2 separate regions of the Rattus norvegicus genome follow, and region 2 is linked to region 1. The links are chromatin contacts, called in public Hi-C maps. All regions are on one chromosome and are shown on one strand. Each heading gives the region's core, a stretch centred on a gene start, on an enhancer-like site or on the middle of the called end of the contact. The rest is flanking DNA. Distances are from core to core; before and after follow the strand shown.

What was found. Hi-C and Micro-C count contacts between places; a contact is called where the count stands out from the background.
Region 2: a Hi-C map of mammary epithelial cells shows a contact between it and region 1, with 1.7 times the contacts expected there. The contact joins two enhancer-like sites. A contact is called at or near these places in 6 of 12 Hi-C or Micro-C datasets (the A7r5 cell line, kidney, liver and 2 more).

The regions. Positions count from the first base shown.
Region 1 is chr7:45,128,504-45,132,031 of GRCr8, reverse strand. No RefSeq gene overlaps it. Among named protein-coding and RNA genes, the nearest start is that of Otogl, 32 kb to the right of the region's middle. Within about 2 kb of position 2,016, at least 17 of the 93 cell types and tissues checked have an H3K27ac peak or open chromatin away from gene starts, as enhancers often do.
Region 2 is chr7:45,281,654-45,285,181 of GRCr8, reverse strand. No RefSeq gene overlaps it. Among named protein-coding and RNA genes, the nearest start is that of Ppp1r12a, 86 kb to the left of the region's middle. Within about 2 kb of position 1,846, at least 6 of the 93 cell types and tissues checked have an H3K27ac peak or open chromatin away from gene starts, as enhancers often do.

The DNA of each region.
Region 1 (3,528 bases), core at 767-3,266:
CACATACATAGTGCGCTCAATATTAAAAAAAATATTATAAAGTTTTGAGTGCTTTTTCACGATGTTTCAAGTCAAGAAAAATCACCTGATAATCATTCTCATTGCACTGAAACTTCTTCAGCGCTCACAAATGCACAGAGCTATCCTAACTGCTGCTCCAAGAGAGCTATTTCTCCTTCATTTTTGTGTATCTGGATCTGTGTTCTCTTCTCATGACACAGAGTACATTTGCCTTGCTATGGTAGAATTCAGTGTGAAACAAGACTTGGCTTCCTGAGAATTCAAACCCCATGGAGTGCTGCCCTCTTTTGGTTTTAACAGCCAAGAGTCCCAACCACCAAATACGGAATAGTGCTGGGTGACTCATCTTTTCCTTTCAGTCAGAGCCCTCATGGAAACAAACAAGGCAGGGTGAAATAATTCCTCTCTCTCTCTCTCTCTCTCTCTCTCTCTCTCTCTCCCCCCCATCTTAACTGACTTCAAAGATTATTTGTTTGGGGAGATAGAAAAAAGATAAAAATCTGTATCGGAAACAGAGCTTTCATATAGTAAGCATAAACTCCAGGAAAGCCAATGATTATTTTGACCATATCCAGTGTGCCAGGGATCTTCAGATTAACAGAGACTTTTATGTATAAGGTAGGAGCTGCTCAGAGCAAACGTCCTAAAGGCCCTTTTAGCTAAAGGCCCTTTAAGATTAAGAACAACTTCCTGATTTAGAGACTGCATAGGCAAGTGAAAAGGTAAAAGTTGCCTTCTTTAGACCTCGTGGGTGTCAGCCATTCTGTTCTTGAATATTTAGTAGGAGCAAAGCAGAGGATAATTTGAGCCCAGTGAAAACTTAAATCACAATTTTAACAAAGGGTGATTGATGAGAGACTGACAGGAAAGAGTGGCCCCGTGACTGAGGGAATCTCATAGGATAGAATTGTTTTAGAAGAGTATCATTAGGAGTCATTTCATTTCCCTCCCTCCCTCCAGCTCTCCTTCCATATGCCTCCCTATGCCTTCTGCTGCCTCCCTCTGCCTCTGTCTGTCTGTCTGTCTGTCTGTCTGTCTGTCTGTCTGTGTCTCTGTCTCTGTCTCTGTCTGTCTCTGTCTCTGTCTCTCTCTGTCTCTCTGTCTCTCTGTCTCTCTGTCTCTGTGTCTGTCTGTCTGTCTGTCTGTCTGTCTGTCTGTCTCTTTCTCTCTCTCAACACAGATTGGTGTTTAGCCTAACTGTTATCAGACTGCCCTCACCCAGCAACGGAAGGAAACAGATGGCAGAGAGCAACAACCACACATTAGGTAGAGCTTGGGGAATCCTGAGGAAGATGGGGAGGAAGGATTGTAGGAGCCAGAGGGGACAGGGACACTGCAAGAAAACTCGCAGAATCAACTAATCTGGGCCCATAGGGACTCACAGAGACTGAACCGACAATTGGGGAGCCTGCATGGGACTGACCTATACCCTCAGATCATATGTTACAGTTGTGTAGCTTGGTCTTGTGGGACTCCTAACAGTGGGAGCAAGGGCTATCTTGACTATTTTCTGCCTATGGGACCCTTTCTGCTCCTGGGTTGTCTCTTCTAGCCTTAATAGGAGAGGAGGTACCTAGTCTTACTGCAACTTGATATACCATGGCTGGTTGCTGTCTATAGGAGGCCTGTCCTTTTCTGAAGACAAATGGAGGAGGAGTGGGAGGAGGAAAGGAAGGGGAAATTGAGGTCAGGATGTAAAAAAAAAGTGTTCTAGGATTGTTGATTTTAGAATGCTCTATGTCTTTGCTATGGATCTCACTGAACATCAGTGGATATGAGGGCAATGACAGTAGGCAGGCATGCACTATTAATAACGGGAAAACTCAACCGAGAATGGCCTTGAGCTTTATCTTCTGTTTCAGATCCAGCTTCCTTGGATCTGAAAGGGAAAGGCATTCCAACACTGAAACTCAGCGGGTGACAGGAAGCCCCACACCTCTTGGAGGAGGATAGGTTTGTGGGCTGGCACTTGATGCGATCTTGGCACCATCTTTGATTAGAGCTAATGTTAGTAGAAGGATCGGGTGTCAGGCATGAGAAGAGCTGTCTGTCGGCCACTGTCCTGAGAAGGTCAGCAGATCACCACCCTTTCTTTCTGAAATGTGATCTGGGGTCCACAAACAGCCACAATGAATTGGATCACTGCCATGTGCTCTAAATCGGGCTAAAGAGGTTGACTTCATGCCAAGACTTGATACAGGATGCAGCTTGAAATATTCAACTGGGGAGGGGGTTGGGGCTTCTTTTTCATTTTCAATAATGTTATTTGAGGAGATAGGATTGTACAGGGACATTAAAGAGCAAATAAAGCATGATTTGTCATGCACTAAGTAGAGGGGATGCAGAAATGCCTGAAACTTTCTTGGGTTCAATTTTAGTTCCCGTAGATTACTTAGCAGCATTAAGAAGATGATGTTCCTTTTAAAAGAGGCTGGCCTCCTAAAATATTACACATGCAAACTTTGTAGAAAGGTCCCTCAGAAACAAAGGAAATCAGTCTTCCAGGCAAGGATATGAATTCGTGTATAAATACATTTTCCTTTATTTGCGTGTGAATTTGCAAGCAGCACCTCACTAGAGCTGAACTTTTGCTGTATAAATAAGACCATCTGGTGTATCCAAGAATTTCAGTCTCTAGAGAACAGGATCATAAACAATCGATCCTCCACAGGCTGGTCAGTGTTTTATTTTGAGTGAAGCTTTCCCACAGCATTGCTCTAATTGTTCTGGTCTTTTTAATCTTCAAAAGATTTTTATAAGTTGGCTTTTCCAGTCTGGTGTTTTTGTATTTCAGGGGAAAAGTCTACCCCATTATTTTGGCAATGTGACAGAAGAACAATGCATCCTTTCAGGTGTGTTGATTAATGAGCTTTCATTTAATATACACACAGTCAGATTAATAGAACATTTCAAAGAGGAAGAGTTTCATTCCAGTTTTCTGATGGGAAAAATAGACATGGAGTGACAAGTTCAAGGTCCCATGTCCCATAACTATTAGCTTCTAAACATGATCCAGATTTTGTGAATCCCAGTTGAATAATCTTTTTTTTCTCACAGTGACTTTAATTTCATGTTTATTTTCATGGTTAGCAAGCATGTCTCTGAATTAAATGTAGAGAATCCAGTCTCTGAATGGATTGACCAAGTAAGGTCTAACACCTAGGACATTGGTTAAGTTTCATGAGGTTAGATTTCTTTTCTTTTTCTTTAATCTCTCCAGCCTTTCCTTAGGGAAACATTCAGCATCAATCTACTTTTTAGGAAATTAATTTTGAAACTAGAATATATTTATTTGGAAGACCAAAATAGATTGCAAAAGTCACATCATTGAAGGCTGATTAAAGAATATTCACATGCAGAAAGTCGAACAAGAAAGTACCCAGGAAGCTTTGGGAGCAGAAGGCAAAGAATTGGGTCCTGTGTGTAGAAGGCTGGATCTCACTGGTCCAGGGAGGGCTCCCTAAGGTAAGTCTAAATGTTTAGGCTAGGTTAGTGAATAACTGCAGC
Region 2 (3,528 bases), core at 597-3,096, 150 kb before region 1:
ATGGTCACCTATCTGTGCTTGCCTGTTTCTATCTTGCTTGAATGTTTCTTATCTTTGCCTTCTTTTCCAAGTCTGGTTCTTTGATATTTCTCATCGGCTCAGATATGTCCAGAAGTCACCAGACACAGCCATATCTTTGGAAATCTTGGGGAATATTGGTGCCGTGACTATTCAAACTCTTCAGGGAGAATTTCAGATAGGACCAGCATGAGAGTCAGATGTCTACCTCTGAGCCAATTAGCTTTCTGCCAAGGAGGAATGACTTGTCTCATAAAAAGCTAAGGTTTGGAAGAAGCATCTCTCAGAGAAGAGGGGATTGGCAGAGCACCCGAAAATGAGCTGGTGACAAGCACCATGACAAATTGCCCAGGAGAGTTCGAATTCAGAATGTGGTTGCTGAGGATAGATTTAGAAAAACACTTTACAGAGAAGGCCTCTCTCTCTTGCTCTCTCTCTGTCTCTCTGTCTCTGTCTCCCCCTCTGTCTCTCTGTCTCTCTGTCTCTGTCTCTCTCTCCCCCTCTCTCTCTCTCTCTCTCTCACCCTCTCTCTCCCCCTCATGTGAATGTCTGTCTGTCTGTCCATCTGTCTTTACCAATGTTGTCTTTTGTGGTTACCTTTTGCTTTCCCTTGCACTGACATAAAAGGTTGAAGAGTTGCAAATCTCTTCAAGAAGCCTATTCACATGCAGCTAAGGCTCTACCAAGAAAAATTTTAAGAATCCCTGTTGTACATACCCTTCTCAAACCAGAGACTTTTCTTTTAAAGTCTATATTCTTTCAGGGCCCAGTTTTCTTAGTCAGAATATTTTCTAGCCCCCAGTCTTAGGACACTCCTCTTCTTAAAGCCATGTTTGGTGTCTAGATTAGTTTTGTTAAAACTGCTTTCTGTAATGTAGATTCTTTCCTCTTCTCCTCTCTCTCTCTCTCTCTCTCTCTCTCTCTCTCTCTCTCTCACACACACACACACACAGAGAGAGAGAGAGAGAGAGAGAGAGAGAGAGAGGTTTCAATGGAATACATTTTAACTGTGTAAAGTCTCTTGCTTCTCAGGACTTTCTTAGAAAACTCATTACTGTGTCACTGGTTCCTGAACACAAAGATCATGGCGTAGAGAAGCTCTAAGGAAAGACTGCAAAGTAAAGTACTTGAATTTGTGTGGTCATGTACCCTAAAATAGACATCGAGCCTAATGCACCATTAAGTGTAAGTTATTGTTTTGAGACTACATTACGTCAGTCCAGGATTCTGAAATAAGAAGGCAGAAAACAATGGAAAGAAAAACCTGTTAAGTAACAGTGACTATCATCAAAGCCAACCATTCTTAAATGTTCTTATGTCGAGTTGAGAAAAGGATGGTACTGTTTTATTGTTATAATCACAGCACTGTTTTAAAAAAAATGTCCGGAAACCGAATCAGATCCAACATGTTGCCTAGCAACGGAGAGAAACAAATAACTTTGTTTCTTAAGCTGACATTAAAATACTACCCAAGATTCCTAAAAATACCTGCGTTGGAGTTCAGTTCTCAGCTAATCTTCTTATTCTCAAACATGCTTTCCCCACTTAGAACACGTGACATTAAAAGCCCAGAGAGTCACTTTAGTAAGGATATTAAATGCTTACCAACTTCATTTCGTTTTTAATCTTGTAAAGGCCCCTCTCCCCCATCCCTTATTTGAAGTGTCGGCTATTCTACAGTCACAAATCAAGTGCCCATAAACAGAGATAGCTCCATGGATCTTGGGATCTGGAATGTAACCGTAGAGGAGGTACACAGCCCAAGAGCTGCTGGGGCCACAAGGAGGGTGAAGTTCCACGGCTTTTTTACAAGTGAGTTCCCGCTGACTGGGCTCTCGTCCTGAGAAACGAGTTTCTGTGGCAAGGAATGGAGTCTGTTTATAGCTCCATCACCCCAGCTGTGTCCTCAGAGAAGGATTATAAAAAGTTATGTCTTCGACATCGGGGCCTTGCCTAAATAGGAAGTCTGGAAATCACCTGAGCAAAGACTTGGCTCTGTGGCTGCCAAGGGCAGTTAGTTTATATTCTGGCTAGCAACACGACCCTAAGTCATTATTTTATTTATTTATTTATTTATATTTCTTTATTTAAATGTGAGCATACATTTTAGACAATACTTACTATTCCATCAAATACACATTATAGAATGTTGATATAACAGGTGAAGAAGCTGTACCAAGGCTAGAAACAATAGGTAGCCTTTATTTAAATCTAGACAAATAGTAAGGATGCCCTGAAGAGTACCTGACCTTTTATTAGTTCTAAGTGGCTGCAGCTGCCTTTGAGTCAGCCTCTACTTGAAGCAGATGGCCATTGCCATCTTTCTAAATCAGAAGAGCTCATGGACAGAAAGTTTAGGGATCCTGCTCCAGGTTGCAGATAGAAGGTAGCGGAACCGGCTTTAAGCCTGGTGTGCTCCAATGCCAAAGGTCTTGTTCTTGGCCACGTGAGGTCATCCTGTTCTTCCTTCTGGTTCATTATTAGTGACTGACCTGGAATGATAGTTTTTGTCCTGTTAGGTTGTGAAATACCCAAGAGACTAGCAGATTTATTGGAAACCAAGCTTCTAATAAATCCCCTGGAATTTAATCAATGCTTTTATGCCCTGAGGTGAGCTAAGGCAGTTCAGTGGTTGAGTCCTCACCCAGCATGAGTGTGGTGAAGCAACAGATCAGTAACTAACACACTCAGCTGGGGATGTAGCTCAGTTGGCAGAGTGCTTGCCCAGTGTACTGGCTGGTTCTGTGTGTCAACTTGACACGAGCTGGAGTTAACACAGAGAAAGGAGCCTCCCTTGAGGAAATGCCTCCATGAGATCCAGTTGTAAGGTTTTTCTCAATTAGTGATCAACGGGAAAGGACCCAGGACGACCATTGTGGCTAGTGCCATCCCCGGGCTCCTAGTCTTGGGTTCTATAAGAAAGCAATCTGAGCAAGCCAGAGGAAGCAAGCCAGGAAGTAACATCCCTCCATGGCCTCTGCATCAGCTCCTGCTTCCTGACCTGCTTGAGTTCCTGTCCTGACTTCCTTTGGTGATGAACAGCAATGTGGAAGTGTAAGCTGAATAAACCCTTTCCTCCCCAGCTTGCTTCCTGGTCATGATGTTTGTGCAGGGATAGGAACCCTGATTAAGACACCCAGCATGCTGGAAGCTCTGAGTTGATCCCCAGAGCAGCATAAATCAGATGTTGTGGCCCACATCTGCAATCCCAGTACCTAGGAAGTAAATGTAGGAGGATCAGAAGCTAAAGGTCAGTTTTAGCTATAAGTAGCGTCTGAGGTTAGCCTGGGCTACCTGAGACTATTTCTCAAAAATGCCAAAGAGAAAACAAATGTAATACATATAAGAAAATGAATCCATGCATGCTCTATTGCAGCCTTATCTTAGTTTTTGTCTGTTTTTAAAAATGATTTCTAAAATAATTTTATTACCTTCAACCTCAATTCAGAACCTTTAATGAAAATGATCAATGTAATGCTGTTGAATGAGTGAATATACTTTAAATAAAAT